6 separate regions of the Mus musculus genome follow, and all the other regions are linked to region 2. The links are chromatin contacts, called in public HiCAR-type and promoter capture Hi-C maps. All regions are on one chromosome and are shown on one strand. The core of a region is the stretch at or near the end of the contact, and the rest is flanking DNA. Distances in the headings are between cores, read along the strand shown. Region 1 overlaps E430016F16Rik (RIKEN cDNA E430016F16 gene). Region 2 holds the start of Klhl25 (kelch-like 25). Region 3 holds the start of Det1 (de-etiolated homolog 1 (Arabidopsis)). Region 4 holds the start of E430016F16Rik (RIKEN cDNA E430016F16 gene). Region 5 holds the start of Chd2 (chromodomain helicase DNA binding protein 2). Region 6 holds the start of Mrpl46 (mitochondrial ribosomal protein L46).

Region 1 (4,466 bases), core at 729-3,228, 2.8 Mb after region 2:
AGCCAGGTGAGATGCAATGGCCACCAACATCAATGCTATTCTGATGTCTTGGCCACTGTGTTACTGTACAAAATGGCCAGTTCCTGGGTGGCTTTAACAATGGACATTTATTTTCTCAGAGTTTTAGTGGCCAGAGACCAAGATCAAGGTATCGGCCCACTGTCTTTCAGCAATATGAAAACATGTCCCCACCCCTTGTCTGTGTTATTTTTACCTTAATGTCTTTTTAGAACTCATTATAGCCCACCTTAAGGACACCTTCTCCTGTCAATTAAACACCATACTTCCAAATATAGCCACTAGAGGCTAAGCCTTCAGTATAAACCAACTGGGGGCAGAGCCTTAGTGAGGGGGATGACAATTTGGTCCATCACATAACACCATCAGGTGAGAGTCTTTAACATAGTGGGATATCAGAAGGTACCATCTCCCACCCCCTGCCCAGTACAGGGTTCCCCATCTACGATATATCCATGCCCTACCAGCTCTACCCAGCAGAGCCTCTACATCCTAATAAACCCAAGTACGTGGAAGAAGAACTAAAAACACATCCACATGGTGGTTTACCACAGCCCCACTGGGGTAAAGAGACTGTAGAGATGTGCCATTGAAGAAAACCATGGAGAGATGCAACACTGAAGGTACAAGAGGAACATACCAGCAAAGATATTGAAATGAGGGACATCAAGGCCTGTGTCACTTGGGAGAGCTCTCCCTGTTGCCCTCTGTTAATAGAGCAGTTTATAGAGGCTCCCATCCGTGTGGTTCACTCACAGGTGCTGACACGGAGTGAGTGAAGCTGGCCATTAGCCCTCATGACTCCAAGGACTTCACTGACCTTGTGGGACCTCTCGCTGCATAGAACAACCTTGGGTGACATGAGTTCCTCAACACCACTTCACTAGCTCTTCCGGGCAGAGGGGTCAGCGTCTTGTAAGAATAACAAAATAGCTCTCGCAGGCAAGCCTGAGGTGAGGCTTGGGGGTGCACGCCTGTAATGCCAGCACTTAACAGGAAGGAGCAAGGGGATTGGGGTTCAAGGTCATCCTCGATGACCTAGAAAATTTGAGGCCAGCCTGAGCTACATGCCTCCAAACAAACAACCCACTGAAAACCAGCAACAGCAAGAAAATAATCTGGGTTTTCAACAACTATCTGAAAGGAAAATTGGCCCAGAACTCTATCAGGACATACCAGGCCCTTTGGAAGGCAGCATGCACAAAAGGCCTGCTGTGACCATGTTCTGTAAGACACAGTGCTTTTCTTGGTAGCATTTTAACTCTCCTGGTAATGACCTGCCCCTTGACACCATTCATATTCTCTCTGGACTGCCCCCCCCATCCCACCCGATCCCCAAGGTTCTTGGCAGACAAGTTAAGCAGCCATAGAGATCTCAGCTCTGCTTTGCAGAGGCCCTAGTAAGACAGAAAGCCAAGGAGACCAAGGGGCCCCAGAAGCCAGAGTTTCTGCCAGTCCTAGAAGCCTCTAGAGAGCCTGGTAGATGCTAACTGCACCCAATTTTCTCTTTTCCCCCAGAGTCCGGAACCCGGGGACATTTGCAAAGCACGTCTGGGCTTCAGTGCAAAAATAAACCCAAGGCTGTCAAGCCCCAGCATATTAATGACAATTAATGATTCGCTCTAATCCTCCCCAGCTCTCCGTGGGCATCTGTGACATGCATTGAGCTGGACACCCCTCCCTGTTTCCCCCCACCTCCCGCAGACTCCATCCATATGCCAATCTGCTCTGGAATGCAGATCTGGGAGGGAAAGTTAAGGGAAGGAGATGCCCACAACAAAAGGCCTGTCAGAGGGTAGCCGGTGAGGCTCAGCCCATCAGCCCTGGCAGAGGACCTCCTCCACCTGCTCTTCCCTGGGACCTGCGAGCCATGGGCAGCTGGCAGCTTCTTGTAAGAGCCTCTGGGCTGGAAGCTGTAGCCAAGGAAACAGTTCTCAAATGTATACTCCTGCCTCTCAGCTCAGACTCCACTCAAAAGGCAGTCTCATCTCACCCCTGCTATCCAGCCTCCCTGCCCAAGGCCTTAAGCCCCATGGGTGATTGGCAGCTGCTTCCCTGGGAAGAAGCTACGCCCTCCCCCTTATCCCTTCTTCTGGCCTAGGAGCTTCTTAGAGACAATAAATTCTCCCCCAAGGCATGTCTGCTCCATCCCCAAAGCCTGCAGCCCCCATCACAGGATATTTGGTCATCCCACCTCCTCCTGCACACCATAACCTGGGAGACCAAGTCGGCCCTCTTCCCCATTTGATGCTAACTGCCTGGCCACAGGTGCACAATAACTGTTGGCTGTGTGCCTGGCCAACTGGCCCACGTGGAAAGTGGTAGAACCCCTCTTCCTCCCACGTACAAAGTGCCCTGTGAGTGTTAGTTCTTGTTCTTGCACATTGACTGTCTTGTTCCACCTTCCCACCTCCCTGTGCCTTAGGTGCTATTCTTTCCTCCACTATTTAGAGGCAGGGAAAAAAAAATGAAGTGCCTATAGCTGAAATCATTTGCCCCAGGGCCCGCAACTCTTAGATGTTACACCCATCTGTCATCTGCCCTGTTCAATCTATCAGGTTCATTCAGACCAGGCAAGTGTCCTTGTGGTCACTGGACCACAACATTTGCCCCCCAAGGACACCCAACTGGACTCTGAAGCAACCCTTGAGACCAAATACCCGTCATCCCCCTTTTACAGATGAGCTGAGAGGAACTGGGCAAATTTCTTAGCAACACAGGGCAGGGCTGGGCTTGAGTAAACTGTCAAAGCATAATTCGCATGCTTTTTACTAGGCCACAGGGTGAGAGAAAAACAGGTGCCAAAAAACTGAAAGGAGCCTTGGGAGAGGCTGGAGATGCAGGCTTAGTGTCATGACTCAGAGGTAGAGGAGCTGCTGCTGAGGCAAGAGGCAATGTCCCCTGACGATCCCTGGGCAGTCTAGATCATCAAAAGTCTGAGGATAAGTGCCTGGGTAGTTGTAGCTCAACCCCCACATTTGTAACCTCCCCACATGGAAGCAGACAGGAACTGCAGAAGGCTCGGTTAGTGTCTCACTATGTTTAATGGTGTAACGAGCAAGAAGATAAATTCTTCTGAGATAACACACCGCCTTTTACTGCCGGCTCCATTTGTGATTAAAACTTTATACATTACACACACACACACACACACACACACACACACACACACACACACACCTAGAAAGACTTGAAAATCAAATGCTTTGAAGATACCCCCACCTTTGAAATAATTGGGCAATCTCTCTCTCTCTCTCTCTCTCTCTCTCTCTCTCTCTCTCTCTCTCTCTCCCTCCCTCCCTCCCTCCCTCCCTCCCTCCCTCTCTCTCTCTCTCTCTCTCTCTCTCTCTCTCTCTCTCTCTCTCTAATTGGGATCTTAGCTAGGATGGGAATGAGAGACTTTTGCAACCATTACAGAAACACACACAATGAGGAAATGTCAGCTTCTCAGTCCTATATGGAGAAATTATTACTATGTCCAGAAATTATACTGTTTCCAGACAGAAAGTCTTTACTGGGAAATGAAATCTTCCTCCTAGAGTCCCCCCCCCCAAGCTGGTATTAGTAAAAAGAAGTAGGGTGCTGTCACATATTCAAGTAGAAATACCACACACCCCTTTAAAAGCACAGCTACCCCAGGTGGGACTGTTCCATAGCCTTCACACCAGATTCTATGGGGCATATGCTGCACATGGGTTACCCAGGCAGGCCTCAACAGGAGCCTGCCTGCTCCCTGCTGTACGTTCAACAGACTGCCACCAAGGCTGCCTTTGGACTTTCTGCCCAGCCCCTCCTCAACACTGCAGGGGTGGCTCCCAGGGGCTCCAACCTGAGATGCACCTTCTGTCCTGGCCCAAGACTCAGGCAACTTCTATTCCAGCTGTAACCGTCTTTCAGAAGGAGGTTGCTGTTTTAGAAGAAATCAATAATACCCATCTCTGCCCCCAAGGCAACAACAAGCACCTGAGTTTTCTGATAGAAAAAGATGGCAGTAAGACTGCCCCTTCCTGACCCATCCACTTGATAGCAAGCCAGGCCTGTCTGAGCAGGCCCAGAGCAGACATAAACATGTGTCTGCTGAGTATTAAATCAAATCCTGCACTGGGGTCTTTTATGCCTAGTGCCTTTCCCCGCCTCCCTTGTATCTACACACACATGCACACACGTGCAAAGACCCTTGCATACAAACAAGTGCACACATGTTCTCACTGCCCCTGCACACACATGTATACACAAACATGCACATACAGGGAAACATATCCATATACATCCACACACATAAGCGCACTCAGACACCTGCATACACTTAAGTGTGCGCATGCACATATAGATACACCACATGTATGTGCACACTCACATATACATAACTAGCCCTCTCTATTCCCTTGGTCAGTATACTTTCCAGATTGGCTACCCTCCCTGCAGGTTACTCAGCAACACCCCATCAT
Region 2 (4,312 bases), core at 697-3,196:
AAAGTTTCTTGCCAGCACATTAGACCACCGATCAGCTCTGGCCAAGGCTCCTCTTAAATATGGGAACCCTTCCATCTTAAATGTCTCCAGATCTAGGCGGTATGGAGACACCCTCTTGAGCATTTACTGGCTCCCAAGCCCTCCATCTTTACAATAATCCTGTAGGAAAGGTTTAATGATACTCCTTCTGCCTGCAAGAACCATCCATCAGAGCATCACATAGTGGGGTGTGGTGCGGTGAGAAGAAAGAAGCCGATGGAACTTCAAGACCAGATTACAAGGTCTCAGAATTATAGCACACAGGCAGGCAGGCAGGCAGGCAGGCAGGCAGGCAGGCAGGCAGGCAGTCTCTCTCTCTCTCTCTCTCTCTCTCTCTGACATAGAAATCTAGAAAATATCCTCCCTCCCTTTTTTTTTTTTTTTTCCTTTAAGACAGGGTTTCTCTGTGTAGCCCTGGCTGTCCTGGAATCAACTTTATAGATCAGCTGGTGTGGAAATCAGATTGGCATTCCTCTGCCTTGTGTGCTGGGGTTAAAGGAGTAAGCCCCCACCGCCCAGGTCTAGTAACTCTTTTAATTAATTAATTAAATGTATGTGAGTACACTGTAGCTGTACAGATGGTTGTGAACCTTCATGTGGTTGTTGGGAATTGAATTTTTAGAGTCTCTGCTCGCTCCGGCCCAAAGATTTATTATTATACATAAGTACACTGTAGCTGACTTCAGACGCACCAGAAGAGGGCGTTCTCATTACAGGTGGTTGTGAGCGCCACTCCCCAGCTCATCTAGTAACTCTTAAATGAACTAATGGATGCGTTGGGCAAGTGTGATGTCTACTCTTGATCCTCAACTTGATTATATCTGGAGTAGCTAAAACCCAAGCAGCTGGGCTCACCTGTGAGGGATTTTTTCCTGGTTGGATCATTTGAGATAGGAAGACCCTTTTTTTTTTTTTTTTGAGCCAATTTCATTCTTTTTTTTTTTTCCATTTTTTATTAGGTATTTAGCTCATTTACATTTCCAATGCTATACCAAAAGTCCCCCATATCCACCCACCCCCGAAGACCCACCCTAAATCTGGGCACCTTCTAGCGGCAGCCTGGAAAAAGGACCTGGAAGAAGCAAGCTTTTGCTCTTTGTCTGCCCTTAAGTTTCACAGGTAGGGTCATTCTTTCATTGTATTATAGCCAACTTCTTCTGAATTCCAAGGTATACTGAAGACCAGCTGAAGCATCCAGCCTCGTGGACTGACAGTTGGACTCTCAGACGTTATATCCGGAGACAGCCATTGTTGGGCTACCCCGGCCACAGCCTGAAAGTTACTCTAATAAATTCCATATGTGTGTTGTATGTATGTATGTATGTATGTATGTATGTATAGATATAGATTTACTCTATCAGTTTTGTACCGCTGAGAGTTCTAATAGTGAAGGATATTTGAAGGGTTAAAAAAAAGTTTAGGAAGAAATTTCCACCGGCTTGACAGAACAGCTGAAGCTTAAAGTCCTCTCCCTTGAAATCTGGGAATTCCCAGTATAGACAGGGATTCGTGTCTGTAGAAATTCCCTCGCATCGAAACTAGCCGGGAGGGAAAAAGGATTTCCTTAACATAGGAGCGATTAGATTGCTGGTCTTTAAAAAGATCAACAACGGCTGTGATTCGGTAACAGAAAGAAGAATGCGTGTGATCGACAAAGACCTTCCTTAAGAGAAGCTCTAGAACAGGTCGTGTTGCTTTCTCCCAACTCTGGCCACCAGAACAGAAAGGCAATGGCCTGTCCCTTTAAGAATCTGGTGGCAGTCGCTTTCCTCTCCCCGCCCCGCCTTCCGCGGCACCGATGGCCTGGACGACCGTCCCTTTCTTCTCACGCGACTGTATTACGGGTCAGTCGACCCATCCGTCACAGAGGCGCGGTTTATGATTGGTTGCTGCGCTTCGGGCCGCGAGGCGGGGCGGGAAGGCCGGAGAAACTAGTTTGTTGGCAGCGCCCGTGCGGTTCGGCTACGGGATCGCGGCCGGGACTGGTGAGCCGGCCGGGGGCGGCGGCAGCGGCGGGGACTGCAGAGCCTGTGGGGCCGCACGGTGAGGATCAGGTCGGAACTTGTCACCGGGACAGCGAGCGATCCTGCTCGAGGATCGCCGGGCAGGGCGTAGGACCGCAGGCCCAGTTCACTGGGTCGGGGAAGTGGGTGCTGACCTGGGAGCGCCCCTCGATCGAGCTTGGGGACCCCGTACTGTTATGTTCAGAGCTCCCGCCAAGGGAATGAATTGTTTTCCAAACGGATGTTACGCGCAGGAGCGGCTACCCTCTCCCGGGAGTGTTTGATTCATTGAGTCCGCTGATTCTCTTTTTTAAAAAAATTACTATTGATCCTAGAAAGAGGAAACTGCTTGTCTTCGAGGATGCGAACCGTGCAGCTTTGTGCACACACCTAGCCAAGGTCCCCGCGACTTGCTTGTACCTAGCCAGGGCCGAGGGGTTAAACCAGGGAAGAGTAGACAGCAGGGCCTGGCCGTGTGGCCCGCAGCATAGGGTCCTTCCTGTCTGGAAAGTTGTCTATCAAGGGAGAGTGGTGACACTCCCGGAGCCATACGCCCCTACCTACCCAGGTGGTGGCCGATCTGGCAGGGCCGTAGCAAGTAGTCCACCCCCCCCTCCCCCCGCCATCCCATTCCCCTCCTCCCATGCGTTGCCCTGGCGCGAGAATTCCGCTGTGGTCTGCAAATCCCCACTGGACTAGTCTCCTTCATAGCTGTATTAGAAGCTTTTTCCTACTCGGGAATTGTGCCTACTGGGGCACCAGACACTTGGGTGCAAGTGCCTCAAGGACCTCAAAGTGGATTCTCACAGTCTTACTTTTTTTTCTTTTTTTCCTCTCCCGGTTTTAGTCTTGTTATAAACGTCAGGCCAGCCTTGAGCATGAAATCTCTGGTCCCAGTCTCCTGAGAGCTGGGTTTATAAGCAAGTGCCACCTTACCAATCTGGGAGACTTTCTAGAGACTCGAGCACAGGAAGTTGGGGGGAGGGGCGGACTCTCGGGGGCTTTGTAGTTCATCTGTACTTTGGGGAGACCAGAGGCCAAGTTGCTTTGGCCAAGGTTCATTGGGCACTAGTTCTCCCTCCATGCTCAGGGCAGGACAAGGTATGCCAGATGTCTGGGCTCTTCACCCCTGGAGTAAGACGGGGAGGGAGGGGCACTTGGCACCTGACCCTCTAGTTTGCTGAGCCTCTTTCATAAGCGGCACAGTTATGCTGGGAGGACTTTTTATGGGTGTTGCTGAAAGCTTGTGTCAGGGGACAGAGGAGGGAGGACCCACGGTGCTCTTATCCTACAGTAGATTTGGTCCCTCTAAGACAGGGTTGTGGAGATCACAGGCTTTGTCTGTGGAGATGGGCAAAGTCACTTTTGTCCCAGCCCTGTAATTATTGATATTTCAGCTGAGTCCTTTATCAGCAAGCCAGTCCAGGGAGATTGTTCAAAAAAATTGTGGAGGATGGACAGACGAAATCTTTTTCATGGGCATCGAACTGCAACTGGGTTCCTTGCGCCATGCAGCGGTGCAGGATCCGTGTGCAAGTTGTGTGTTCCACGGTGGCTCAGTTCCTGTTGATGGCATCTTAAGCCTGTGCCACCAGTGTAGGGAGAGAAAAGTAGGAAGACAAAAAGAAATGCCCCCGTGTGCGCTGTAAAGTAAATGCATCCTTCCTGTCTTAGAGGGAGGAGGGCGGCCTGGAGCAGTGAGCTTGCTATGTATGCAGAGACGGCTTTAGTCAAACTAATCATTTGAGCAGATGATATTGAGACCCTGCTTTCAGAAAGGAGGAGGTGCTGGCTCATGGATGGGGACCTTGATACATCAGTTTGCAGAACCCCAGGGAGCAGGTAACAGGAAGCTGGAGAGAAGGATGAAGGCTTCTTGGAGAGAGAAAAGGAAAGCCAGCATGAGCCTACCAAACCTTCATTCCATGCCCTGGTTGCAGCCATTTTTTCTAGCCATCCATCCACACTCTCCCAGGGCCAGCTCTAGGATGGGCAGCTGTCCAGGTTCATTGGAGGACCTGGCTTCCCAGCAGCTTCTGGGGGCTCCTGCTCACCAGCTCACTGCCTGGGCCCTGAGTTCTTTATTAGCTGGCAGTGTCAGTGTGCCCTGGGCAGGACACACACACACACACACACACACACACACACACACCCCTATAGAGCTGGCACAAGCCAACAGTGGTGGGCCACAAATGAATTGGCCGATTGAAATGCTAATGCAGTAAGTCCTCTAATGTGGTAAATTTCATAATTGAGTTGCCTTGCTGATC
Region 3 (4,297 bases), core at 1,426-3,925, 3.0 Mb after region 2:
CAGGGTCTAAGGGCACACAGTAAAAAACCCCACCACCTCCACTCAGGAGGCCAAGGAGGGAATATCACTTGGAGTTCAAGGTCAGGCTAATGCAGGTTGAAACCTTGTCTTTATTTCTGAGACAGGAGCTCAAGCAGGCTTTGATCTTGCTATGTAACCATGGACGGCCTTCAACTGTGATCCTCCTGCCCCAGCTCTCCAGTGTAGGGTTAAAGAGTTACGCACCCACACTTCACTTATAGGGTGCTGGAAATTGAAGCTGGGGCCTTGCACAGGTGAGGCAAAGGGTCAACTCTTTTACTTTCCCCAACTTTTTTTTTGTTTTTGTTTTTGCTTTTTAAAAAAGTTAACATTGCAGATTTCTGAGTTCGAGGCCAGCCTGGGTCTACAGAGAATGTTCCAGGACAGCCAGGGCTACACAGAGAAACCCTGTCTTAAAAAAACAAAAACAAACAAACAAAAAAGTTAACACTGGACTGCGCATATACATTTGCTGGGCTGTTATATTAAAGCAATTTGTAAATTTAAGCAATCTCTATCGAAATCCTAATGGCATTTTTTTTTTGAAAACAAAATTTCACGCTAAAAGCAGCAGGAAATCTCAAAGAGTAAAAAGTAGCTAAGATGATATGAACAGTAACACAGGTAGAGCTCATACTTCCTGCTTTCAGAACCTATTATACCACAATCAATCAATCAATCAATCAATCAAATGATTAAAAAAAAAAAACACCAAGTTCTAACACTTGTATAGACAGGCCAATGGAGAATAGAGTCCCAAAATAAGCCTTCTCTTGCCACAATTAATCTTGTCAACATGCCTGGCTTCGAAAACTCTAGGAGATCCGTGAAGCATACTTCTGGGTGTCTATAAATCAGTGCCAGAGACAGGAAGACTATGAGGGCTTTCCTCAGGTATCTAGCCAAAGGGTCTCATACATGAACAAACACCATTTGGTAGTTAATAAGGCCTGGACCAACCGCAGGCACGTGGATCTCTGTGAGTTTGAGGCCAGCCTACTCTACATAGTGCGTTCCTGGACAGTCAGAGCTACATACACAGTTAGGCCATGTCTCAAAACCCCTACCCACCTCCTACCCTGCTACCCCAGGGAAAGGGGAAAGGAAAACCTACAGGGTGAACAGAGTATTTGCTGTCCAAATATCTGGTAAGGGGTTAATACTTAACATATTTAATGAACTCTTAGAACTCGACAAATAGCCACAAACCCAGATTCAAATACAAATGGCCAACAAAGAAGGTTTGCACATCAATAATAGAAAGAGAGAGAGAGAGAGAGAGATCTATCTCAAAAGCTTGGAGGTGGTAGTAGTGTTCTGGCAAAGGCTTTCATAAAGAGCAGCATAACAGATTCCCCAGGACCACAAAACAAACAAAACCCTTACAACACATAGTCAGGGTATTGTTTTGCAATCCTTTTGTTTCAAGCTTATCCTCATACAAGCTACATCCATTGGATAAAGATCTAAAAGGCTTGCAGAGCCGCCAGACCAGAGGGAGTCAGGTCTCTAAACTACCACCTCTGGTTGTTTTTTGGAAGGAACCCTTCCCTGAAAGCCACTCGCTCATTTGCATATTGCCTAGAGCCACTTTAGCCCTAGGAAAAGAGCAGAGTGACTGCAACAGACCACACACTGAACTCTACTATCTGGTCTTTTGTAGACACTAAATTCTTCACCTTTGAGAACTGTCTCCAATATCAGCCTCATCATCCTGTCTTTGAAGGCCTTCCTTCACTTAGTGAGACATAGATTCCAACACACTAGCCACTCAATTGCAACTCTCTGTATTTTACTAATGTGTATATTTATGGTGATCTCTCTGGGTCAAGTATACACTTATCTGTTGTATGCCCACCACAGTGCTTAACACGTAGCAAGCTTCCTTCTTAAACGGTGGGCATACCTCAAGCCATCTTCTTGGCTAACGTGGGTAACCACAGGGGAACTTTCATTTTCCGGAAGACATTCTCTCCGGTCCACGCCATAAATTCTCTCGTTGCAACGTTAGTAGTGTCAAGTTTTGGGGAAGTCTTTCTGACCACCCCACCTAAAGGACTCATCTTTTTCTTGTTTCTTTCTCTAGTCATCTGTCACATTTTTTTTTTTTAATTTACACGGTCGCTTGCATGGTTGTGTTTAATGTTTGAGTCTCCTCGTTGAACTGTACCCTCTCTAATGGAAGTAACCAGGTCTACTTCGGTCACCGCGGTATACTCTTCCAGCCCTGGGGCTGGCACATGGTAGACGCTTTGGTGCGGTGCGGTCTGAAACGAAAGCCTGGCTAAAGCGGGTCACTAATTGTGTGAACGCAAGGTTTATTCCTCGTTGGAGCAAGTGCACATGTCCCCACACTCTTGGCGACTGCTTCCAAAACAAGAAAAGGATGCCAAGAGGCAGACACACATGCCCATGGTCGCCCCCGGAAAGAAAAGCCCAGGGCGGGGCCTCCCCGGGCAAAGCCGGGGGCCGGAGCTCCTGAGACCCGGCGAGCATGCGGGGAGGAGCCCGCCGCGGAGCTCTCGCGGGCCGCAAAGGGCAAGTCCTCACCTGTCGAGTCCTGGCTCATGGGGCCAGGGCAAGGGTCGCCCTAGCCTGCTCCGCGCACACCTCCCCCGGCCCCGCCCCCACCATGCCTCGGGACCCCGGCGTCGGCAGCCACCAGCCCGGGTTTCCGCCCGCTACCGGAAGCGCTGCGCAGCGAGAAGGGAAGATCGGAAGATCGAGACGCCATGCAGCTAAGGAGCGGCGCAGCGCACCCTGGCGTCCGGAGGAGAGATCGAGACCATAGAGGCTGGATAAGCCCCGGACCAAGTGATCCAAGGCACGTTCATAACTACTATGAGTAGGAGTTAAGTTTTCACCTGCTTCTTGCATACTGGTGGAAGATGGATTATACATGCACCATGTCACTGCGTTTTCCATGCTCGTGGTTGCACGTGGGGATACAATAAAAGCTTCTGTACTAAATGAATCCAATACCATTGACTGGCCTTTTCACCTACACGTTACTTCATTTAATTTTCTTTTTTCTTACAAGCTATTTCTTCCCTGTGAGTCGGTGGCTTCTCTCCTTTGTGCTTGCGTGTGTGTGTGTGTGTGTGTGTGTGTGTGTGTGTGTGCGCGCGCGCGCGTTTGTATTTGGGTGTATGGTTTATTTTTGATGCTTTGGCAGGAAACCAAACCCAAAATATCTTCTCTTAAGGCTTCTGGGTAGCCACCGCCACTGTTCACCCACCACTGTCAAATATCTGTTTCTGTTGATGTGTATTGCTTTGTTGTGTCTCTCCTCCCTTTGGTAGATTATAAACTGAGAACAGGGATTTTTGTCTTATTTTCTGTTCCAGCCCCACCTCCCACCCCATAACAAGGTTTGACATCTTATAGAATCTCAGTAAATATTCCATCAGTAATCCATTGTGGTCTATCTCTTCTGGACCCCCATGCCATCTCCATTCTATATCCCCAGCTCTTCTGAGACATAGGATATAGAATTAGAGGCTAGGTTGAGCCTTGCTCTCTCTCCCAACCCTCTCCATACCCAAAGGACTCAGAGAATGAATATCTCTGCAGACCAACACATGAGAAAGGGATATGTGTTGACTTTGACCAGGGAGAGAGGAAAATTAAGGTCTAAAGGGGAAAGGTGACTTGGGGATATAGACTGACTATGAAGAGAATGATAGGTTTCTGGCCCAGTCCTACCATTTCCAGGCTCAGTATTCTTAGGTGCTGGCTTTAGAAACCTCATGCCTTTTTCTGGAAAATGACTATACCTGCCTCTTAAGGTTATCCCAAGTATTAAACCTGTTAGCCCTAAATACTTGAAGTCTTGATAAAATATTACTAAAGCTTTCCAGCCACAACTCTCTTCCTTTCCCATGATGAAACTGAGACCCAAAGGGGACATACATCTCTTGCACAAGTTCATACAAGAATAAGAGCCAGTAGGGGTGGGGCCACAGATTATAACCCCAGCATTTAGGAAGGGAGGCAGAGGAATCAGTAGCTCAAGGCCTGTCTTGGCTGCACAGCAAGTTGACCTTGGCTACATGACACCTTGCCCCAAAGCAAAGCAAAATAAACATGGGACAGGGCTGTGCTAATACTCAAGGCATCAGGTCAGATCCCAACTCGGACAGGTGGGTCCCCATGTGGCTTCAAGACACGCATCAGCTTCTCCGAGTCTGGGTTTTTCTTTTTGTATTTTTCATCTCTAATGTGTACAGTGTTCTGACTTCGTTGTAGAGAGGTCAGATAGAAGGATAAATTTAAA
Region 4 (4,297 bases), core at 1,255-3,754, 2.9 Mb after region 2:
AAACTGAAACTCTGAGAGGCCCAGCAACTCTCCCGAGTTATCTGCCTAGTAGGTAGATGCCCAGAACCCAAAACTTCTGACCTGAAGTTAGTATGCTCTGCATCCCCATGACTGGCAATAAGGTGGCCGTCTTACCTGCAGAGGATGGCTATGGGCTATATGCTGCCTCCATGGAATTTGTTAGTGGCCAAGAGATGGCCAAAGGAGGAGGAGAGTGGGCTGAGAGTCTATCCCCAATAGATGGTGTCTTAATCACCCCCTCTGGCAAATCAAGAGGAAGATTTTGCTGATGTGATGTATCTCCCTGCATCCGGCCAGGAACCGAAGGAGCAAGGAGAGCTCACCAACCTAAAGTGCTGTATGAAAGCCCATTAATAAACCTCCTGGCAAGGACACAGTGTGCACCATTCATAAATCTGTGGCCTGTGGGAAGGAGCCATGGAGCAACCTGTGGAGTGGCCTGGAAGGGAGTCTGAGGCTGCTGAGCTCTGGACATTCTTGAAGTTCCTCTGTAAACTTGGGGTCATGGGCATCTGCACTCCGAGTGGGGGACTGTTACCAGTCTGAAGCCCTGGAGCCTCAAACCCCAAGATGAATTTGTCTTCTTACTTAGAATATAGACCAGATGATGGTCTTGCAATTCCATTATCCCAGGATGCCCAGGAGAATTCAGACAAGAGACTGGGCCTCCTTGTCAGAAGGCTAAAGGACAAACACATGCAGAATAATTGTTGAGAGCCAGGCAGCCTAAATACTCTACTCCAATGAATCCCTCAATAACTTGATAAATCCTATCATGATCATCATTTTGGAGAGGTGGAAAATGGGGCCTCATGAAAGTAAAGTCATTCCCCGCACAGAGCTAGTCAACCCAGGCTGGACTGCTCCAAGTTGTCCAGAACACGGTAGGACACAGTTAAATGTGAGAGGTACAGTTCAAACTCAGGTTGCCGGGCTCCCTGGACCTCTATGCTATTCCACAATGTCTTCCTCTGCACTAGTGCTTTTCAGCAGGGAACATTTCACTTGTCGGAAGATGTTTGACATTATGGATTGTCATAGCTGGGGAGGAAGGAGTACTGCTGTCATCCATCAGACCAAGACCAGGAATCCTGCTAAATATCCCACAGTACACAGGGTGAGCCCTATGACACAGAATTAGCTGGCTAAGATACCAATGGGATTGAGGTTGGCAAACTATGTCCCTGAATCACCAAAGACTGAATTGTTTAGCGTCTGAGCTCTTCCAGGGTCTCGGGTTGAGGTAGGGCCAGGAAGCTCAGGCCAGCAATCTCCTAAGCGCTGTGTGGAACTCTGGCACACATGGCTGTTCTGTTACGGGTTTGTAAAATGGGAGAGCAGGCAGGGCAACTTTAGGAGGGAAGAGATTCACCAAAATCAAGATGTCTTTTTGGAGAAGACTTCTGTGCTACATCTGGTATTCTACTGGCCAGTCATCTCTGTCTCACTGTGTCTAAATACCTGAGGCACTCAATGTACAAGAGTGTTTCAATGCATGCATGCATTCTGAGGTTTCAGTCCACAGTGGCTCAGTTCACTTGCTTCAGGCCTGTGGCACAGAAATCATCAGGGCAGAGGAGGCTGCTCACCGGTGGCAGCCAGTAAGCAGAGATGAAAAGAAAGGGACTGAGATACCAATCACACTTTCATGGGCAGAACCCTATGAACCTGATGCCTTTCTACAGAGCTCCACACTAAAGACTCTACTAGCTCCAAACACTGCCACAAAGCCTTCAACAAGCCTTCGGGGTATATCTAAGGTCTAAACCATAATTGTAGTGATCAATCTTAGATGCCAATGTCAAATGCTTCCCTAGGTGTTTCCAGGAAAATTTGATAGGTGTAGTTAATTCTACAATAAGCTAGTTTTGAGTAAAGGATACCTGGGTTGACTGGACTCAGTGGCTCCAAAGGCCCTAACAGTAGAGTGGAAGTCTCCCCACAAAGGTGGGTGGAAGGGTCCCACTCACAGACAGCATCGCCCTTGATGCAGGCAGAGAGGTGCAGCCTGCCCTTGGGACGTCAACCTTTCCCTGCCAGCCCGCACCACCACAAAGCCAGTTCCCAGCATCTCTTTATAGTGATCATCTCTGTCTGCTTGGCTGGTTAACCCTGCTTACCACAAGTAACTCACAATCTCCAAGGGGAGAATAAAGCTTTATGACAATTCCCAAAGTGATTTGTCCAGCAAAGCCTTGAATTTGAAGAGCATCCTGTGGGATCATACTCCAGATGTCTTTTTCTGACAAGCAGTAACACAAGGAAACTAGGCAGTTTGGCCAGTTCTTTGGCCCGGCTTCTATGGATGGTATCGGGTTCTCACTATGGACAGAGGATCCTTACCACTACATGCCATCTGCCGGTTGCCCTTCTCCACTACACAGGAGGTGGTCCTCTTGCATCCATCCTTGAGGCACATCCAACACCATGACTGAGATTTCTTAGGTCTAGACCTTTGCTCTCAGTAAGCAGAGCTGATAAGCCTCAGCCCCTGAATACGCAGCAGTCAAAACGGCATGGTTTATGCAGAGCACCTGGCACACAGTGGGTGTTCAACTCCTGTGCCAAGACCCTCCCCTCTGATGACAAGCTGTGCTAAAACAGGCCTCCTACTATATAAGGAATAAGCAGGGTTTTTAAACCACTCAATATGGGCAACAGTTGCCAAATGATGCTACGGAGCTCTCCTAGGCCCGAGGCCCGCCCTAAATTTAACAGGCCTGTGTTTACAAACCCAAATCCATGCATCTCTGAGGCTCCCACACATATCCCAGCTGTCCGCCTGAAAAATTCCGCGTGGAGAGTCTCTGGCAGAGTCTCCACCAGCTGGTAACTCTCAGAGTGTTCCTGACACTTGGTCTGAGCCTTAGGCACACTATTCACAGGCGAAACCCAGGAGCTCCTCCTTCTACCTGAAGACTGGTAGGACTCTGAGCTGGTGGATTGCAACCAGGATTCTGAGGCTAAGCCACACACGGAAGATTCTAGGAGCTAAGACAAGCCTCTCTGCAGAGCCTGGCTTTTCTCTCTCTATCCTTTACTCATTCTCTGTATGTACTAGGCTGACACACATGCACAACATCACACCTTCCTACAATTCAGCTATCCTGAAACTGTCCAATAGCACTGAACACAGCCCAGAACCCAGAAAGACACAGAAGTCTCTAGATTGGACACAGAACATAGACTGATTCTCTGAACCACGTGCAGCGCCGTAAGCCTTCCCTCGGACCTTATTTCCCTTTCCTATGGGCTATTTCTCCAACTGAGAGACACCTAAATCACCAGACAGCTTGGTAAATACAGATTGCTTGTTCTACCCTTCCCACCCCACTCCAGTGATTCTGATTAGGCAAGTCTGGAACAGGACCGGAGGAATGGGCATCTCTAAGGAGTTCCCAGGTGAAGCTGATGTCACCAGATCAGGGGCTGCTCTCAGGTTAGGGGGTGGCTGCTTTACAGATTGGATGAGTCAAGCCCACTGACTCTAAGTAATCCTGAATCAGAATGGAATCTCCCTCTGTGTGTGTGTGTGTGTGTGTGTGTGTGTGTGTGTGTGTGTGCGCACTGGGGGCGGGGAAGATGCCGATAGTGGTGAGTCTCAAGAAAGAGAAAGCCAGGCTGACAGCTGCAGGAAGTGACAGTTGACAGCCTGAGAGCACAGAAAGAGACAGCAAACTATAAAAAGCAGACTTAAGAACTCAAAAAGCAAAACGGACCGAAGCCATCTCTGTGGGATACAGTTACTATATTCTCCAGATCCAACCTCAGGAAGAACTCTCTCCAAGCCCCGTGTGACCCTGGGAGTCACAGTGAAGACCCTATCATGTGAAGGAAGCTATACTTAGGCTGCTTCCAGGGCAGGGAAATGTAAAAATTAATGTTCTAAAAATTGACATCTAATTCATCGGCAGTAAAGATCATCGGGGGTTTAATGGGTTATAAACTTGGCACTATGAAAAACTTTTCACCATGAACTAACCCATTTGCTCAGTTTTCTAGGCTCCTACCGTGTGTGCACCTGCACATATGTATATCCTGCACCCATATACAGATAAATATCTGATGTAGAAACATTCTGTGGGGTGTTGAGAGACATCATGAGTTATAGAGACCATGCTTAGCACACACCAGGTCCTGGGTTCCAGTGCCACCATCAAATTACTCCACTAATGAATGTAAGCAGTACAATTCCCCACTCCCCATACCATAGCCCCTTCATCATTTCTTCCTTGACCGTCTAGACAAGGCTGGGTCCCATCTGGAGCTCCCATTT
Region 5 (5,026 bases), core at 1,850-4,349, 2.3 Mb before region 2:
AAGCACATTAGACTTCTGCATTAACTTTAAAAAATGCAATACACATAATCACTATTTTAAAAGTATAGTGCTTGTTTCAAAAACAGGAAAACTTAAAACTTTTGCTGATCGCAGTCTCTCAAGTGTATTTGATCTGAAAGCAATTCCTTTCAATCCCTGCAGTATCAGGCTGCAAAGGTGGTGGTTTTAGTTGTGTTCCCTAAACACTATTTTTTCAAAAATTAATTCTCTACAGTGTCAACCTACTGGATGACACAGGAACACCTAGCTACACAAGGGCAACATAAATTTCAACTCCGGAGAAATATCATCACACAAAACACAAACATTCTTTAAACTTTACAATCTTTAAAGGAAGTGATGTCATAACTGTATACATGCATTAATAATGTATATAACTTAAGAGTAACAGTAATTTAAAAGTAACTCCATCTTCAACAAGTCTGGAGTATTCTGGACATTCATCAAATATATGATTTAAAGTATACTTGGCAAAAACAGTAAAAACCTGCTTCTTGTTTTGACTAAAGGAATTAAATGCATCACAATGCCCAAGTTATTACCCAAATAATACTAAGTTTATTCAAAGACATCACTTCAAGAGTTAGAGCAGTCTGATCAATGAAACAAAAAACCTTGCATAAGAAAGCCAAAACCCTGGTGAGAATATGCAAATCATATACTCAAGGGGGTAACAAGTCTAACTCTGGGTCTTTCCTGACTGTCAAATGCATTGAAGCTTCCTATGCCTTCACACTGTGGCTTTCCAGAGAATTCGTCTTGCATTAGAAGCTTTCTGTCCTTGACCCAGTAATGACAAAAGCAACTTAAAAGAGATCCAAAATTGTAACTACTCAATTTGTATAGAAATTTGGAAATGTATTTTTTAACGCAAGGCTCAAAATATTTTTAGTAAAGAGTAAACTCATCAATTTGTAAAAAACTATATTCCACACTTCAAAATTTAAAAGCTAATTTAAACAAGAATTTTATGTAAAATTATAAAGTAAAATCAAAATTGGATCATATACCAATCACATTCTTGTTAGCTGCATGATTTTAAAACTATGACATGACAATTCTTAAGAACACATCCAGAAATGCATTCACATTTTTAAATTAACATAAAGATACAGTCATACAACAAAAAATATCTTATATGCTTTATTACTTCAGCCACTGATAAGCTACTTCAAAGAATGAAGGAGAAATCATGATTTAAACAAACAGCACATTAAAAAGCTTCAGAAGAGAAAGCATTACAGGACACTGTCAAAATAAATGGATACATTTAAAGCAGCACCAACTAAAACATAAGGATAAAATAAAATACAATTATTATCAACCAGAAAGAACTGTCTTAATATACACAAACATAAACCTTGTAATATTTTAAGCATAAAAAATACAATTACATTGCCATAGTAACAAACACAAAGCTTAAGTATTAATAGCATTCCAAAATTTTTGTGGTTACAGATTTAATGATCTCAGGAACTATTTATTAAGGTTTTGATAAGTCATAAAAAAAATTTTAATTGTCACGTGTATCAAAAGAAACAATCAAAAATATAAACTGAAAGGCATCAGTCAAGGGGTCCTATTTGTGATTGTGTTTTTAAATGTACATTTTTTCATTCATATAACTTTCTCAAATGTCTATTTACTATAATTTACTACTACCAGGCTGCTCTATGGCCCTCGGTTACAAGTTTGAATATCCCAGATTCTTCAAAGAAAAAAATTTGCCTTGTATGTAAAATGGTGCAATGCAGCAATGGCTAAACAGACAAGGTCATTTTTCTGCAGCATGAAAACCTAAAACCTGAAAATTTACTGACAGAAAAACTACAGTTTCTAGGAAAGGCCCCTCCGGAGAAAAGTACATTACCTTCTGAATGCTGTAAGAGGCCTTAAGTCACAACTCAACTTTCATAAATTGATACCAAAAAATCAGGGTGTGGCATGTTAGCAATCTCAAGGTCACGCTTTAAAAACCAACCCAAGTTAGAAAATTCTTGAAATACAGACAGCAATCCATGTCTGTCAAAGTAAACAAGTGTAAGCTGAGGTTTCCCGAAAAAAAAAAAAAAAGAAAGAAAGAAAGAAAGTTGATAGCTCATACCTCGATGCATTGCTGTGTAGCGAACTGTCCTCCTCTTGGCTTTTGTCCTTATTTCTCATCATCTTTTAATTCTTAAATATTAAGGGGGAGGGGGAATCTGTGTTTGCTTTGAAGTCCTGTGCCCAGGTATTTACTGTCAAAAGTTGAAAGAAAGGTGAGGTCCCAGCTTCTGCGGATGGTTTTATTATCAGGAACAAAGTCCTGACGATGTTAGCGATATTCATGTAATGCAACAACGATAAACACCAGAAAAACAAAATATTTCTATTTTTCCGTTTTAAAATGAGAGGGGGATAAACTGAACGACAGAAGCATCACTATCAATAAGGAAAGTTTCTCAAAAGTAACACACTGGATACAAATAACAATCTCTCTATCTTATTGCGTCATCCAGGAATTTCTCATATTTACAGTAAATAAAGCCAAGTTCAACATTAATTTTTTTAAAATTATCACTGATTATCATGGACTTACCTGATCCATGTAGTAGGTCCAAAGCAAGAGTCCTATCTAGTAGTAGAAAAATATCCGATCCAAAATAATTTTTAAAAACGCAAAATTCTCCGTTAAAAAACAAAAAGTAAATGAAATAATCCTCAAATATGTTGACTTGTCAAAAAATAAAGCAATAATTAATACTAAAACAGGTCCGGAAGGGGAAAAAAAAACCTCATTAGGAGAGCGCACAAAAATGGAGGTGCGCCATGGCTTCTAAGCTGGAAAAAACAACGACCTGGGCTCTCAATACGGCAGCTTCTTCCAACAAGGCACGAAAAGAAAGCTCCTAAAAGCAGCTTTTCTCCCAAAAAAAGGTTCGGATCGACCCCAGTAAGTCACTAGAAGAGGCAGGGGGCTGCGGGGGCCCCCTGAGGCTGCCCGAAAGTTAGGGAAAGTTGCGTAAAGTGAACCGAAGCAGGGAGCAAAGCGCGCTCTCTCTAAGGCACAGCCGCCATCTAGAGCCTCCTTCCCAGCTCTGAGAGCTCTGCCTTTGATTGACACTCTCTACATTTACCCCACAACTCAGGTGATGTACCATAGACCCACCCCTTCATCTCCACCAAAAAAAAAAAAAAAAGAAAGAAAGAAAGAAAAAGAACCAGATTCTCCATCCAAGAGAGCCAGAAGACCCCCAACTCCACACCTCCCTGCCCCTCCAGACCACTCCATCAGAGGGAGGGGGAAGGGCTTCTTAACCCCCTCTGGCTCAAGCACCCTTTTTAAGCCAGAGAGAAATGTAATTTGTTCCTTTTGTCTAAAGATCTGCTAAATATTTCAGTCCTTGAGCTAAAATAACTTCCTCCCTGGACAGGAAGTGGAGTTTTATCAAGCCATTTTGAAATAAAGATAATTTCAAGAGACTCTAAAGCTCAGTTTAAGAACTAATCTTTAAAATAATTAACACCCCACCATGGGTAAAATGGCTTGTAAATAGAAGCAACATTTCAACACCATAAATTAAATCAACTCTTGCCTTCTTTATGGTGCCTAAAAACATCTAAAGATTAAGGGGGAATTTTCCACCTCAACTGGAAGGAAGGGGTAATTTTTTACAACTCAAGAGCGCCTCCCTAGTGTTCAACTGCAGTAGAGCAAAAGTTAATACAACCATTTTCCCCCCCAGAAGAAACAAACTTCTTTGTAAACCATTAATCTTGGAAGTGCCACACATCAAACATATTTACTTCTTACATATATTTGGGCATAATTAATAACTTCGAATTCAAGAAATTACACCAACCTTGGTCACCTTTAAATCAAACACTCAACCTCAACTCCAAAATCAAAAGAACCCTTTCACTCATGTTTGAAATCGAATTCTAAGTACACTCACATTTCATCAATCACCGCCACTTAAATAGGCCACATCTACCAGCCAATTATCAACTGTCAAAGACAAACCCCCTCCAGATGGAAGCACGAGGTCTATAGAAACAAAATTACAAATGCAACAAAGTATTCTCTCCCATGCACACAAGTAACCAACCACATACAAATGCCGAAAAAACTAAAAACATTCCTTTACTGAACCCTACTGGTCAAAACCATGACACTCCAGCAAACGAATTCATTTTAGTTTCACTACCAAACGTAATTATGTTAAATCTAAGAAAATGTAAAAAATCAGTTTCAAGTCTACAAACATATTTCCATCAAAATCCAAAAACTCAAGTTTTCAATTTACAAATATCAACCACCTCACATCATCCAAAGAACAAACACTGCATCTGTATTAACCACAGATGTGTATTCTAAGGTAGTTTACATTAATAACAGACTATTTCATTCTTTGTTCTATATACTGAGAAAAACACCACCAATCGTCATTTGGTCAACAAAGTCCCCATCACTGCTTTATCAAATTTATTACCAAAGTAGCAATCAATGAAAATCTGGCATTTGATTTCAACCATGGGTAACCAATCTAAAGCATGGTATAATTCATTTAAACTCCCAACTGCACAAAACAAGAAAAACAAGAATTTTTTTCAAATGTAAATAAATTACACTGTCATATTAGGTAAGCCCTTTAATGTATACCCAAAGACTTTAAAAATACACCTCTAATATAAGACAATACAATACAAATTAGTATAACTCAAATATTCAGATGAGCATTTCACATGGCAAAGGACGACTTTCATCAACAAAAATTGAAAGACACTGAGACTGTCTTGGACTATACAGGAAATGAGACCAGCACTTTGTTTTATATTATATATTCACTATAATCTCCTGACACATTCAAAGTTACCATTACCCAATGATTAAAATGCAAGATATTTTGAAATGACCCAAACTCAAAGGAATTTATTCAAACCCTATAATAAAAAGCCAGCCAAACTGGGTGTATATAGCTTTAATCCCAGCACTCAGGAGGCAGAGGCAGGAAGATCACTGCAA
Region 6 (4,714 bases), core at 96-2,595, 2.9 Mb after region 2:
GAACTTCATTAAGACTGTCAAGGAGAACAGAGGGCACTGAAGACCCACTTCCCACACACTAGGTCTACTCGTCTCTGATCAGCATCTATTCAAGGACTTTCCTGCCATGAAGACTTTCCAACATCCTTCTTCCTAGTCTCTCTTTCTCCTCATGCCATTTCTTCCAGATTTCTATCCATCCTTCTTATTTCAACTCAAATACCTCTTTCTCAGAAAGATATTCCTGGATACTTCTCAGGAAAATAAAACCTATGTGGTCCTGTGTAAAACTCTTCTAGTACTCTATGTTTTCCTTAATAGCACTTACCAAAGTCTATAATTAGTCATAAGACTGGTTACTGATTGTATCCCTAATTCCAGTACCTGGAAACTCTCTGCGAAGCAGAGCGATGTGCCTGTCACATCCACAACTGCCTATCACTTTGCACACAGACGCACAGTATTGGCTACGAATACCTTTATGGTGAAAGAAAAAGGACTACCAAAAAAAAAAAAAAAAGTCAAGTGAGTGAATACATTGAGCAAAAAGCACTGACGGGAGTTTCCATTAGTATTCTCCAGACAAAAGCCTTTTGGAGTCTAGGGATACGGAAGACCTTCCATCACTATCTCCTGACCCAACAGCAACAACACTTGGGTTTTTTGTCTTTCACAGAAATTGCTCCCTGAGGTAAAGCAAACTTTACCGCATTATCTTAAGGATGTGCCCACAGTCACCACGACTTTCGTCCTAACATCACAAACACTTCTCTATAGTCTGAGAGCTCCTAAGTTAAAGGGAGTGATTCCTGTTTGCCCCCGGATCCCTACAGTATTGAATGAACAAGAAGGAAGCTATCCACACCGAATGATCAAGAGAAAACAAGCCAACTAAACTCTTTCAACACCTGCTATATCCTAACCCAACTCAGTACGGTAACTTCATCTTGCAGATGTCACTAAAGGTCGAGAAATGAAACGTTTGCTCAAGGTCACACGAAGTACCAGAGTCTCCATGGAAATCAAGACCTCCTTGATACTGTTGCTTCCCTCCGCCGCACCAGGAAGCCCGTGACTGCCTTACCTGCTGTAATAGACCCGCCATCTCTTCCTGCAATGGAGTGAGCGCCTTGGTGATCAGCGGTGGCCGCTGCAGACACAAGGCGCCCGACAAGCGCCATGGAGACCGGCTGCTTGAGGACGCAGCCTCAAGGGACAAGCCACGAGAACTACCTGCCCAGAACCTGTCAAGCTGCCGCCAGCCTCTAGCCAGCCCTAAAAGAGTACGCCCTACGGGCGCCGCCATCTTTCTGTCTTCCCACAAGGTACCGCGGCGCCCGGCAGAGCCCTCAGCCAACCCCAGGTTCCCATGAGGCAACGCGGGCCGGCGAGGGGCGGGTTTACCGAGTGGAATGAACCATTCCCTTTGGGGGAGGTAGGTGAAATTCTAGTGTTAGACCACTAGAAAGGGGAAAGTTCCTACATAAATGGTTTTATAGAGCTTTAAATTTGAAGAAAAAATACTTACAGGACTATTTAAGAGCAATCAGGTGATTTCCTGTCTGTGAGCACCCCCACAGAGGCTCATGGTGCTGGCTCGAGCTAAGCCAAGCGCCGCGGAGGGTCAATTTCAGTCATGCAGGTTTTAAGAAACTCCGGGTCGTGGCTCCTGCGGTCCTGGGCTGGACATGGAATGACCAGGTAAGGATTACTCTTTCGAACCCACTGTCACTCTCGAGCCTGCCCGCCTACCTTCCTTCCAGACCTATGTGCCACTTGAACCCCCCAAAATACCGTTAATCCAGTCCCTCATCGTACTCTCTCTCTCTCTCTCTTTTTTTGCCCCCCAGGTTTGTGGGCATTGCCCCAGCTAAGAATATCCACACCGGAGCCCCGAGATTAGAAGACTCAGCTGCCAGGCAGAACACTGAAAGGGAAGCGGCTCCAAGTCGCTTCAGGTGAGGGTAAGTGGATGCAGCGCTCTGGAAAGTTGCATCCTGTGACTTCTGCCCGACACCGTCCAAAATCATAGAAAAAGTTAATTCCTGGCTGTCATTTGCCATCTGTGGGAGCTTGTGCAAATCAGCACACTATACGTGGAGATAATGCTTAGAGGGGTTGTTGGGAAAATAGAGGGATGAGCAGGGGCATAAGGTAGCTGTTCAATTAGCAACTGTTAGCTAAGTGTCCAATGTATATAAATACCAGCTTTCTTTTCCTTGTGAGATAAGCTTTAGATCCGACTAGCAGCTTTCTCTGCCTCCAACATAAAATGTCTTGAAGAACCACACTAACTGCACATCTAGATTGTGCCTTTCTTAATTTCGTGCCTAGCCCTGGGACCTGGCATCCTGCAGCATCCCACTAGTAGAAATACTTAATATGCAGGCGGTATATATGTTCACTTACCTTCACATCTGTTTAACAGTTACAAAAGCTACTACTACCTGTTGAGTACCAGGATAAATACAGGAAATATAGGTTATGTCTCCCCAGAAGTAGTACACAACTTGCAAAAACAACACACAGGCAAATGTATTAACCATAATCTGATCAAAAGGATAATAGAGGTAAGAACTGGCTGGACATTTAAGAGAGTAAGGCACACTTGAGGAATTCAGGAAAGACTAAGTACCGTGGACTGTGGAAGTGACTAGGATCTCAGCTGGACAAGATCATTGTGATCGTGGCAGGCAAGGGTAACGTCTGTGGAAAGGCAGGCTGTCAGAACTGGCTTGTGATGCCTCTAGAAAGGCATTTCGGAACCTGTGGGTTGCAACCCCTTTGGGGTTCCTAAGGCCATCAGAAAACACACATACATACGTTACGATTCATAACAGTAGCAAAATCACAGTTAGGAAGTAGCAACGAAAATAATTTTATGGCTGGGGGTCACCACAGTATAAGGAACTGTATTAAAGGGTCACAGCATTAAGAACACTGAGGACCACTGCTCTAGAAGGATCCAAATGGCAGAGGACAGCCCTGTCTCCCTAGAGCTTTTACACTTTATCCCCTGCAGGCAACGAGGAGCTACTGATGGAATTTGATCCAGGACCGTTGTAGCCGTTCATTTGGCAATCCCAGACACTACTAGGATTGTTGGGGTTCTGTCCCTGCTCCAACAGTAAAGCAGGCAATCAGGCATAGCCGTATCTGTCCAGTTCTGGGACGAGTTGATGCCATGTCATTCACTCACTCATTCATTCGTTCATTCATTCATTCATTTTTAGGATGGCCTTGCTGTGCAGCCCAGGCCACCCTCAGACTCACAATCCTCTTGCCTTGGCCTCTTGGGTGCCTGAATTACTAGAGCATGCCCCAGCCTCAGCCTTACTCTTTAGGGAGTCTATAACCACTGTGTTGATGTGAAGCCATGGGGAGCAAGAATGGAAGCTGAGAAGACTTGAAAGCAGTTAGAAAGCAGTGGATATAGGTAAAAATAATGGTGTCTGGAATAGGGTGATAGTTTTACTAGCCAGCGGACTTTGGTTTTTGTGTTTTATTTTGTTTTGAGACAAAGTCTTGCTGTGCAACCTAGGCTGGCCTGGAATGTGCGGCAGTCCTTAGTCTCCCGGGTGCTTAGGGATTACAGGCATCTGTCCACACCCAGCTACAGATCTGTTAATATAAAATGTGAGAAAAGGAGAGGTGTGAAGGCTCAAAACTGGGCGCCAAACAACTGAAAATATGGAATTGTTATATATTAAAATGTCAGGGACTAAGAGTTGAGATCTGTGTGGTTAAGTTTAAGATGCCTTATGCTTGCTTTCGAAAGGCCTTGTGTAATCATGTATAATAAAAGAAAACATTTGAGACACTTAGCATCAGAGTAGGAGTAGAGATGCCATATAGACGGATATCTGGAAGGAGGAAGAACCAGCAAAAGAAAACTCCTCCCCAAGACAGGAAGAAAGCCAGACAAGATTTCCCTTTTAGTGTGGTGCAGCAAAGTAGGGACCCGAGCCGTGTTTGGCACTGCAGACAGGATGGGGTGGCAAGCAGCTAGCATGATTGCTCATTGGATTTAACAGTATGGAGGTGGTTGGTGACCTTCAGTACAGCCTTTCTGATGGAGAGCTCAGAAATAACTTCTCATTGTTTCAAAGAAAATAAACAAGTATTGTCATTCCTTTAAGGAAGCATTGCTGTAAGGGAAAATGAGAAGTTCTTAGGAACTTGGGGTTTAAAATGTGTGGAGTTTTGGGTGGGGGGTTGTTTGGGGTTTTTTTTTGTTTGTTTGTTTATTTGTTTTGTTCTTGTTGTCTTGACTTTATGACATGACCGTATGTTTTGCTTCTGGGAACCAGAGAAAGACTGATACTGAAGTGGGAACATTGCCAGAGCAGTGTCCTTGTGGGGCTAGTGATGCAGCTGGAGCGCGATGACAGGAGAGTCCTCCAAGGCCTTGGGCACAGATGTTCCGTGGTGGAAGCTGGAAGGAAGTCTGATTGATTCTATTTCTCTGCAGAGGCCATCAGCTGGCCCCGAGGAAGCAGGCAGGGCTCAGATGTTTACAGAGACAAAAGGAAATATAGAAGAGGCATCCAGGAGAGTGGGAGGATAACTGAATTGAGGATGATTGTCAGGCATCTTGAGAGCCTGCTCGATGCTGGCAATTCATTAAGATGAAGCACTGGGTCTTGGTTGAGTCAGATTTTGCCCCTCCCCACCCCCAGGTTCTTAGCAGTGTCTAAAAAGTTCTAGTGGTCATAAATTAGGAGATAGAATCCAG

What was found. Promoter capture Hi-C pulls out the DNA fragments that hold promoters and counts their contacts. HiCAR-type assays count read pairs that join an accessible place to other places. Capture Hi-C pulls out chosen DNA fragments and counts their contacts.
Region 1: a contact with region 2 is called in a HiCAR-type map of astrocytes, with 8 times the contacts expected there. The contact joins the enhancer-like site here to the promoter of Klhl25 in region 2. A contact is called at or near these places in 1 of 39 promoter capture datasets (the 3T3-L1 cell line) and 3 of 115 datasets of contacts at active chromatin or transcription factors (astrocytes, forebrain and pro-B cells).
Region 3: a contact with region 2 is called in a promoter capture Hi-C map of liver, with 5 times the contacts expected there. The contact joins the promoter of Det1 here to the promoter of Klhl25 in region 2. A contact is called at or near these places in 9 of 39 promoter capture datasets (3T3-L1-derived adipocytes, cranial neural crest, frontonasal cranial neural crest and 5 more), 2 of 484 Hi-C or Micro-C datasets (B cells and pre-B cells), 6 of 115 datasets of contacts at active chromatin or transcription factors (acute myeloid leukemia, astrocytes, cardiomyocytes and 3 more) and 1 of 9 other capture datasets (liver).
Region 4: a contact with region 2 is called in a promoter capture Hi-C map of pre-B cells, with 16 times the contacts expected there. The contact joins the promoter of E430016F16Rik here to the promoter of Klhl25 in region 2. A contact is called at or near these places in 4 of 39 promoter capture datasets (the C10 cell line, cranial neural crest, hippocampal neurons and 1 more) and 6 of 115 datasets of contacts at active chromatin or transcription factors (astrocytes, double positive thymocytes, forebrain and 3 more).
Region 5: a contact with region 2 is called in a promoter capture Hi-C map of liver, with 3 times the contacts expected there. The contact joins the promoter of Chd2 here to the promoter of Klhl25 in region 2. A contact is called at or near these places in 1 of 484 Hi-C or Micro-C datasets (CD4 T cells) and 1 of 9 other capture datasets (liver).
Region 6: a promoter capture Hi-C map of liver shows a contact between it and region 2, with 7 times the contacts expected there. The contact joins the promoter of Mrpl46 here to the promoter of Klhl25 in region 2. A contact is called at or near these places in 13 of 39 promoter capture datasets (the 3T3-L1 cell line, 3T3-L1-derived adipocytes, the C10 cell line and 8 more), 4 of 115 datasets of contacts at active chromatin or transcription factors (embryonic forebrain, embryonic midbrain, forebrain and 1 more) and 2 of 9 other capture datasets (adipose tissue and liver).

The regions. Positions count from the first base shown.
Region 1 is chr7:78,618,458-78,622,923 of GRCm38.p6, forward strand. The region is part of intron 8 of E430016F16Rik (RIKEN cDNA E430016F16 gene); the gene reads right to left. Among named protein-coding and RNA genes, the nearest start is that of Ntrk3, 43 kb to the left of the region's middle. Within about 2 kb of position 1,979, at least 26 of the 459 cell types and tissues checked have an H3K27ac peak or open chromatin away from gene starts, as enhancers often do. A contact at or near this core is called in astrocytes, where this site is marked.
Region 2 is chr7:75,846,392-75,850,703 of GRCm38.p6, forward strand. It overlaps Klhl25 (kelch-like 25), which reads left to right and starts at 1,947. Exons shown (of 3, transcript NM_001122780.1): 1 at 1,947-2,082. Gm51489 (a long non-coding RNA gene) reads left to right here. Exons shown (of 3, transcript XR_003946804.1): 3 at 1,209-1,321.
Region 3 is chr7:78,844,536-78,848,832 of GRCm38.p6, forward strand. It overlaps Det1 (de-etiolated homolog 1 (Arabidopsis)), which reads right to left and starts at 2,676. Exons shown (of 5, transcript NM_029585.3): 1 at 2,572-2,676.
Region 4 is chr7:78,715,716-78,720,012 of GRCm38.p6, forward strand. E430016F16Rik (RIKEN cDNA E430016F16 gene) reads right to left here and starts at 2,505. Exons shown (of 11, transcript NR_015542.2): 1 at 2,365-2,505.
Region 5 is chr7:73,538,647-73,543,672 of GRCm38.p6, forward strand. It overlaps Chd2 (chromodomain helicase DNA binding protein 2), which reads right to left and starts at 3,100. Exons shown (of 39, transcript NM_001081345.2): 1 at 2,600-3,100; 2 at 2,126-2,258. The coding sequence starts at 2,187. Chaserr (CHD2 adjacent suppressive regulatory RNA) reads right to left here. Exons shown (of 5, transcript NR_037569.1): 5 at 1,152-5,026.
Region 6 is chr7:78,781,744-78,786,457 of GRCm38.p6, forward strand. Mrpl46 (mitochondrial ribosomal protein L46) reads right to left here and starts at 1,346. Exons shown (of 4, transcript NM_023331.2): 1 at 1,064-1,346. The coding sequence starts at 1,285. It overlaps Mrps11 (mitochondrial ribosomal protein S11), which reads left to right and starts at 1,388. Exons shown (of 6, transcript NM_026498.2): 1 at 1,388-1,680; 2 at 1,830-1,937. The coding sequence starts at 1,616.